Linked DNA regions of Mus musculus: regions 1 and 3 are each linked to region 2. The links are chromatin contacts, called in public Hi-C maps. All regions are on one chromosome and are shown on one strand. Each heading gives the region's core, a stretch centred on a gene start, on an enhancer-like site or on the middle of the called end of the contact. The rest is flanking DNA. Distances are from core to core; before and after follow the strand shown.

Evidence for each region. A called contact is a pair of places that touch in the nucleus more often than the background predicts.
Region 1: a contact with region 2 is called in a Hi-C map of uterus, with 4 times the contacts expected there. The contact joins the promoter of Epha7 here to the promoter of Map3k7 in region 2. A contact is called at or near these places in 4 of 39 promoter capture datasets (cranial neural crest, frontonasal cranial neural crest, maxillary cranial neural crest and 1 more) and 5 of 484 Hi-C or Micro-C datasets (LSK cells, cardiomyocytes, hematopoietic stem and progenitor cells and 2 more).
Region 3: a Hi-C map of rod photoreceptor shows a contact between it and region 2, with 5 times the contacts expected there. The contact joins the promoter of C9orf72 here to the promoter of Map3k7 in region 2. A contact is called at or near these places in 2 of 484 Hi-C or Micro-C datasets (CD4 T cells and rod photoreceptor).

The regions. Positions count from the first base shown.
Region 1 is chr4:28,811,581-28,814,419 of GRCm38.p6, forward strand. Epha7 (Eph receptor A7) reads left to right here and starts at 1,551. Exons shown (of 17, transcript NM_010141.4): 1 at 1,551-1,900. The coding sequence starts at 1,804.
Region 2 is chr4:31,962,829-31,965,559 of GRCm38.p6, forward strand. Map3k7 (mitogen-activated protein kinase kinase kinase 7) reads left to right here and starts at 1,279. Exons shown (of 16, transcript NM_172688.3): 1 at 1,279-1,554. The coding sequence starts at 1,435.
Region 3 is chr4:35,224,549-35,227,651 of GRCm38.p6, forward strand. It overlaps C9orf72 (C9orf72, member of C9orf72-SMCR8 complex), which reads right to left and starts at 1,288. Exons shown (of 11, transcript NM_001081343.2): 1 at 1,240-1,288.

The DNA of each region.
Region 1 (2,839 bases), core at 301-2,800, 3.2 Mb before region 2:
AACTACAGAAGCGACGTGATTGGAAAAGAAGGAAAACTTCATTTCTTTCTTTGGTATAATTATATTAGGCAAGTTAAACAACAGAAGAAAACCGTAAAAATAGAAAAGAATCTGGGGGCTGTAATCTCTTTTTATCTACACTATCCCTCCTGTACATATCAGAGAGAAACCAGCACACATTTCCAGAGGTCAACCAGGAAGTCCGAGGTTGAACTTTTTGTCCATCAGAAATAAAGGCTGATCATCAATGAGTGTTTATTTTTCTTTCCTTTTCTTTAAAAATATAGAACAATAAAAGGAAAATCCATCTTAAAATATGACGTACTTATCTACTCAGTGTGACCCTTGACATAGATGATTTGGCCATTACATTTTTAAGATTTTCATTTTACAATGTCAACCACCTCTTGCTTGCAAAGTGTGCAAAACTGCCTAATGGAAAACAGATTTCTCCACACACTTTTTTCTTGTAGCTAGGATTGGGTGAATTCAAGTGGAAATGTTGGTTACATTTTTAGTCTTAGCTTTTTTTAGAAAGATAATTACAGAATAATTATGGACTAACTACAGAAAATAGTAAATGTTTGCCCAAGTAGAAGGAATGGCTATGTGAATTTAGTACCTGGCGGCTTTCTTTAGAACTGAATGTTATTTACACAGCGAAATGGGAAACAATTCAAGTAGAGCAACCTATGAAAGACCCCAGAAAATGAGAAGCATGTAAGTAAAAACGACAAGAAACGTTTTCTAAGGTCCTATTTTGCCTGAGAAGAAACTGAAGATAGAAGGAGAGAAGAGGCGAGCATAAAACAAAAGACTTCCTTTCTCCAGCCCCACTTTCCCTGTTTCTTTTGTCATAGGTTGTTGTGAACTCAGGCAAACATTGAAAGGTTTTCTTTTGGGGGGCGGGGGGCACTTTTGATTAATTTTATTTTTCCAGAGATAGGGGAGTAGTAGTTAAACATGCCTCTCGAGTTACAGAACAGAAGTTCAAACTTTTGAAAACAAAAGAGAGGAAAAGAAAAGAAAGAAAGAAAAAAGGCAGAAAACCAAAGTTATCCGACCTGCTGAGGCTGCTAACAAAAAAGTAAAAGGCGTTCTAAAAGCATAGCTCAGTTTCACTGTCCGGGTCGGGGTCGGTGATTGGTAGTTGAGGGAAGGCTTGTTTCGCCTATGCCGTCTAGAAGACGTTGAGCAGCACTGCTATATACAGGAGTGTAAGACGGGAGAGTTATTCTCGGGTTTATTCAGCTCAGTGAAGCTGCAGTAGCTAAAAGCCAAGTGCTCCCGACTGCACGCCGCTGGCCTAACGCGGCTCGTCCCCGCTTTCCCGGCAACCGATCTGGGAGGGAATCCTGGACTCGCAACCCGACTCCGCTCGGCGTTGATTGGCTCCTGCTCAGGACCCCGCCTCCAAGGTAGAGGCGGCCACTTCGTAGGGACCCGCCCCCCGGCCGTGGGAATCGCCGCCTAGCAGGCGGGCTGCGGCTGCCACTCAGTCGGAGTGGCGGAGGCTCTGGGTTCGTAGCCCCGCCTCCTCCCCCCTAATTGATATTATTGGAGTGTGGAGCAAGCGGCCGGTCTGCAGTCGGAGACTTGCAGGCAGCAAACACGGTGCGAACGAACCGGAGGGGGGAGAGAGAAATCAAACAGCTAAGCGTGGAGCAGACGGCCTGGGACCCAGAAGGGGATCGATGCGAGGAGCGCAATAATAACAACAATAATAACCCACTTCGGAGCAAACAGCATCTAAAGAGCTGCGACCCAACTGCAGCCTAAAAAAATCAAACCTGCTCATGCACCATGGTTGTTCAAACTCGGTTCCCTTCGTGGATTATTTTGTGTTACATCTGGCTGCTTGGCTTTGCACACACGGGGGAGGCGCAGGCTGCGAAGGAAGGTAAGGCCAGAGGAAAGCAAAGTTTGTTCTGACTTATTTATTTCGCTGTCTACCTGCACGAGCCGACGGGTCCGCGGCGCTGGCCGCCGCGCCTCCGGCGCCGGGCGACCCTCCCTCGACCCCCCGCCCCCTCCCCGCCCTCAGTTCCAATCGACCAGAGGCGACCGGCCGGGACTAGTCGGGGCCCCGGAGCTCCAAGGGGTGGCCGGGGACTGGCGCGCGCTCTGCAGCCGGGCAGCTCGGGGGGCCATGGTGGCGAGGCTGAAGGGCGAGCGAGCTCCTTTGCATCCGGCATCTCGGGTCTTCAGCTCCAACCGCCGCGTTTGCTCCTTCTCTTGCGGTCGGCCTGCCGTGGACGCCACAGTGAGAGTTGGTTCGAAACCTGGGGAGTGGAGCTCCGCGTCGCCCCCAGCCTCCCCGGAGGAGCCGAGACTTCCGTGGCTGCGAGCGCTCGGGCTCCCGCCGACTCGCTCACTGCGGCGGCGGCGGCGGCGGCGGCGGCAGCGGCGCGGGCCTGCGGTGGGCGCTCGGCTGCCGCTCGAAACAATGCGGCCGCGAGGGGAGGCAGCGCGCGGGGCTCGGGCTCGACCCGCCGCCGGGAGGACTGGCCGCAGCCGGCAGTTTGCACGGAGAGGCCACCGAGTGAGAAGTCTCCCGTCACTTGGCCCAGGTCCGGTACTCCGGGAGTCCAAGTAGCCAGTCCTGGCCTCTGGGGACGAGTTCTGGTACGCGAGGGGAGGCTTCTTTTGACCACAGGATACGCCTGTACGTGGGTATTTTTCCCTGCGTCTCCTTTGAACCATTGGCAAAAGGTAAAATACCTTTTGGTGCCTGTAGTTGGAGCTGGGGAAAAATAAATCCTGTCAAAGGAAGTGTCTTGCTGCTAAGCAGTGTCACAATACCGGTACCTCATCTGACAAGCTTGCGTTTCTAAGGTTG
Region 2 (2,731 bases), core at 29-2,528:
CAAACTTGAATTGCCATGCTACTGCTGAGTATTTAGTAAGCATACAGCACTAGCATTAAAGGCAGGAAAGGAAAAGCTATGAGACCATAAATAGGGAAAGGTGCCCCTTATTCGAAGTTGAAACTCCTCATCGGGTTAAAAATAAATAAATAAATAATCTCAGTACAACCAACATTTGCTATGAAGACTGCCGACACAAAGGCAACATTCCTTCCTATAAAGGTATCTTAGGTTAAACTAGCAGTGGATCTTTGCCTAAGGTTCAAGCCTGTGCCCTTCGTCCTTTCCTAGACATTAGACTATTAACTTTGTTTCCAATTAAGTTATCTTAACTCTAGTAACCCCGGAATATGGGGCTTTACCGTAGCAATCCTAATCTTGTTGGGTAGTCTTCAGGAACCACCCTATGATCTCCCTTAAACTCAACAATCCTTCAGAGACATTAGTCCTTCAAAGACAATGTCCTCAAAGGTCGCCAAAATGCTGTACATAAACATTAAGGACAATGAAGCGTGACTCTCCTTATAGCTCTGAGGCATAGTGGCTCCTCTTAAAATCCGTCGTCTTGGTGTGTCCACGGATTCTCAAACCAAACCCTCGGGGCTGTTGTGGACGACAGCCTCGGGAAGGTGACAAAGCGAAGCCATCTGAACTGCCTTAGGAAGTGTGTAAAACGCCACTGGTGTCTCTCTACGATGCTAACTTCCATTAGTGAGCGCTCACGCGTCACGGTGCTCCCCCCGATGGCGCGCGCTAACCGCTGCTCCCGAACCCCCTCGCCAGCTCGGGGTTCCGCTTAAAAAAGTAACGGGCTCACGGCTGAAAACCCGACATGAAGAGGTGCCCAATGAGCACAAGACAAACCCTAGGCTGCCTGACCGCAGACCGCCCAGCACAGAGCAGGGGAAGGCACGACGCGGCTCAAAAGAAACAGGCAGAAAGCGACGGAGTTCATCTTTCCCGCTGGATCCCGCAGGACCAACCGGTCCGCCTTCGGGCTCGCTCCGCGCCAGTTCCGATCGCGCACATTTACTACGTCACGGCGTCCAGTCTCGCGGTATCCTCCTGCCGCCGAGGCCCTTTCGCAAAAGTCTCGCGAAACCTGTTCCTCGGGCCCACGGCTCCGCGCTCGCCCTCCTCCACTCCGCCCCTACCCCGGCTTCTCCCTCACTCGCTCCCCGGGTCAGGAAATTCCCCGCTCGGGTCCGGCAGGCGCGCCTCCTCCCTCCCAGTTCCGAGTTCAAACCGGAACTGGAAGTGTGGTGGGCGGGGCCCGGCGACGGAAAGCGCTGAGGAGCCGAAGCCGGGACTCGGCGGTGGCCCGGGTCGGTCCCGCGCCACGGAGCGCCGGGCGGCGGGGCTGCGGGGCTCCGGGCTGAAGGGCGCTGCGCGAGCCGGAGGGCGGGCGCGGCCCCCCGGGCGCCGCGGGGGATCATGTCGACAGCCTCCGCCGCCTCGTCCTCCTCCTCGTCTTCTGCCAGTGAGATGATCGAAGCGCCGTCGCAGGTCCTGAACTTCGAAGAGATCGACTACAAGGAGATCGAGGTGGAAGAGGTGAGCGAGGCCGAGACCTGCTGCCCCGCGCCGCCTGGGATCCCGGGCGGGAGGCGGCTTCCCCATGGGCTTCGGGGGTTGAGTCTGAATCTGTGATTCTCTACCTGATTCTTATGTGGTCGGCAGTTCAATTATCCGTAAATAGATTGAGCAAAGTTTGGTGGCCGCGGGATTTCAGCTCGCTGGTAGTGGTGTTAGAGTCCAGGATAGTGTGTGTGTGTGTGTCTGTCTGTCTGTCTGTATGTCTGTCTTGTCTGTCTGTGTGACTTCTAGCGCAGTGTGTGACACGAAAGGATGCTTGGGACAGGCTGGTAAAGAGAACGTCGAACGTCTCACGGTGCTTCCCCTGGTCCCGGATTCTTCTTTCTCTGATACCGTAGGTAGTTCTACCTTCTATTGGGCTCTGTAGATGAATTTCAATCTCTAGTAACGTTAAGTCTGTTATGAAAACATGTTTCAAGTAGCATAGTCTGAAGAGGCAAGTAGTGATTATGGTGACAGTCAGAATATTACGCTACACCAGAAATCGCTGTTAGAAAAACCGAATAAATTCAATGTTCAGGTGGAAGAGTGTCTTCACTTCATCGCCTATTTTCAGATTCACAGTGGGGCCAGTGACTTCTAAGAGTCTTAATATTTACTGAAGAGGAAAAAATCTGTACATATATTCAAAATGCCGTTTAGAACTCGTTGAAGCTTTGGTTAGAAACGCGTTCACGCAGTTTCTATGAGTTTAACCGTTTTTTAAGAGCACTGTGCATTTTCTGTGCCTTAATGTGTGGGTTTTTTATAGCTAGACTGAGTTGTCTTTTCTTCATTTTTAAAGTATTATAGTAAGGAGTTAAAAGATGCAAGCAAATTAACAATCAATAAATACATCTTTACCTTAGAGGACTACTAAGTCATATCTTTGTATCACAAAAACTAACCAGAGATGAGTGTGTTCATTGAGAGCATGATTATCTTAGAAAAAGTGTGCTGGATAGGGGAAGGTTTGAGACAGAGGAAGACGCTTCAGAGATAGACAGAGCACTGTGGGACTTGGTTTCCTACTGCTTTCTGTGTGTTCGTTTCCTTAACTGTAAGATGGGAGTGATTGCTACTTTATCAGTGTGACAAATCCAGTTAAGCAGTGTGTGCAGAAAATCCAATATAGTGCCTGACATATTGTTAGGAA
Region 3 (3,103 bases), core at 38-2,537, 3.3 Mb after region 2:
TTTTACAGAGCAGCTGCAATGGCTCGACTTTATTATCAGTTATTTGTAATCTCTTATTGTGCCTACTTTCTAAACTTTAACATCTGTGTATGAAATGTAATGAAGGGAAAACACCTATATCCACACGATGGGTGTATGTAGGCGTTTCCTGAGATTTCAGGCTATACTGGGGGCCTCCTGGAATGTCCTCTTTAACTGAGGGGACGCTTACTATATTTCAAATATTCTGATTCCATATTATTAACATAATCTCAATCTCTTTCCTCCTCCTCTTCCTCCTTCTTCCTTCCTTTCTCTCTCTCTCTCTCTCTCTCTCTCCCCCCCCCCTCTCTCTCTCATATTTTAAGTTTTCCAAGTGGACTAACGATTCTATCTTAAAGTATTTTCCAGTCCCTTTTGGGCCCTTAATATAAAGTAAAAGTACTACTGAGACAGACTGTGTACCCGTTTTTCTCAACTGGTGACGAACGGGAACAGTGTAACAAGAAATTTATCCATCTGCCGGGACAAAACTCTACAAGAGCCTAATAGTCCCCACACCAGAAAGCGCAACCAATCCCTCCCAGGCAAATGCACTCCTGGCCAGACAGACCCTGTGTGGACAGACTTAATCAGTGCACTTCTCTCTCTGCAACTGATTACCATCAGTCAAGTGATGCCCAAGTCACAATGGTCACTTCCTTTAATAAGTCTGTACAACCGCGGAGCTGTGAGGCAACCAGGTCACGTCCCACAGAACTGGGGAACAACCTGGTAAGAGTAGCAGCCCATGTAAGTGGGCATCCGCACTCCTTGCAAACTTCTGCGAAATCCTGCCTGCGTGTTGTTCTGTCCGTCCTTACTCCATCCCACCGGCGCTTTCTCCTCCCGGGCGGGGACCCTCGGGAGACCTGACTGGGTCGCAGGACCCACCAGCTGTCGCCGGGCCAGGCCCCTGGGGCCCAGGCTTGTGGCGGTGGGGGCCGCGCTCGCCGTACTCCCGGAGGGTTCCCTCAAGGGCCCGGGAGACGCTCCGGGTCGGGATCGGGGAGCGCGGGCGGACAGCAAAGATGAGGCCCATCCCCATCCCCTCCGCACCGCCGCGGCCCCCGCAACTCCTGCAAGGCCAAGGGCTCTTTCGCCCGGGGGACAGGGAGGAGTTCACCTCGAAGGAGAAAAAAACCCCGCTGGTACCCGGAGCCGGCCGGCCCGCGAGCCGACCGTGGCAGCAGCCCCCCTCCGCCCGCGCGTCTCACTCACCCACTCGCCGCTGCTGCGCCTTCACCGCCGGCGCAGGGACCGCAACCGCAGCCCGCTCCGGGCCCCGCCCCGGGACCGCCCCGCCCCGGACACGCCCCCAGGCCCGCCCAGTCGCAGTCCCGCCCCCAGTCCACAGCAGACCCAGAATCTGCAGGGCTCCCCGGTGCGGATCTCTGCAGTCTTGTTTCCTTCTTTTGTCCTTGGTCACCGTTGTGGAGTTAAGTTGCGAGCTGAGGCAACCAAAACGCACCTCCCTCGCACACCCTCCCTGGACTGTCTAGACACCACTTTCCACCTAGAAGGAAAGGGCAATTGGGATGGCTGTCACTACAAACGCCATCTTTCACGTGGGCGGAACTCGTCTCTGCTTGACGCGCCGCGGTTCCCTCGTGGGACTCCGTAAGTTCCGGGTTGGCGCTTTCACTTTGCTTTGCCAGCCTTGAGATGCCAGTGGCAGCTGGCCAGGCGGAGGCTGTCATGGGCTTTGTAGCTTTTCTTCCAAGAGCCGCTCAGGAAAAGCATGGGCAGAGCTGAGCTCAACCTAGATAGATAGTGTCACCTGCGTTATCTATCTAGGTTACGAAGCGTAGTTTGTGGTTGTAAGTAGTTTTGCTTTGTTTTGTTTGGGAGTTGGCAGGTAGTGGGTGCTCAACAAATATTTAGTGAGTGAGTGGATTTCCTTTGGTCCCTATGACACGGTTAAATGCCGTAAGTCTGCGTGCACACTGTACGTGTTCACTCCGCAACAAGCACAATGATTCCCCCACCCTCTGTGCGTAGTCACCGTGTTTTCTTCTAAACGTCATTTTTGCCAAATAGCACAGTGCACTTTGTTTTTTAACCTTTGGGAAAAGAACACCATGACGTCTGATTTATTGATTGATTGATTGGTTTGTAACTGTATTGTGGCTTTTCACTACAGATGAGTAGTGTTTATTATTTTCCAGCAACTTTTCATCATTTATAGGGAAAAGAAAGGCATTAATAACAGAATACCTATCAATACCACCTTCGGTAAAAATAGAACTCTCACCAGGTATTGTATGCTTTTTTTTTTTTTTTTTTTTTTTTTTTTTTTTTTTTTTACCTAGCAGTTGTCATTCTATCAAGTTCTTACAGTGTTTTGTACCGTGGTCTTCAGATGTATATCTCATAAATGAAGTATACATCTGAGAGTTAAAAATACATCCAGACACACAGAAATAGCATAGGACCATGTTTGGAAGGCTAGGGTTAAGAGTGCGATGCTGTAGTCAAAGTGGGTGAGTTTGCAGGTAAGGAAGGCAGCTGAGTGAGGCCAGTCAGCTAATCCACAACACGAGGAATAGACGTTTATACTATATCCCACACTGAAAAGCTGAAAAGTTCCCAGGTGGGTGTTAGGTACTAACACACATACACGCGCATGCATGCACACTTAAGATAATTTGCTTGTCTGTAGTAAGCCAGAGCTATCAATGTAATTGATTGGGTCAGTTTTCTGTGATTCCAGAGCCCACTAGGAATAGAAGGTATTTGTTTGGTGTCCTCTTGAAGTAAGCCCTTCTTTAAAACCTGTCTGTGAGTCAAACTAACATAACATTACACTTCAGAATAAGACTGGAACTTTGAAGGAATATACCTTCTTAGTGTTTTTTTTTTCCTTCAAAATTTTACCTAGAGACAAAAACAGTGTCCCTCAAATAACTTATTTTGTGTAATATCAGTCCTAGAATAAATGTTTTATTTAAAAAAAATAATCAAACCAAGAAAGGACTAGGGATGTAGCTTCGTGGGTAGAGGGCTTGCCTAGCATGTGTGACTCCCTGGGTTTGGTCCCTACCATATTCCTCTCTTTTTCTCTCTTTGGAGAAAAAAATGAAAC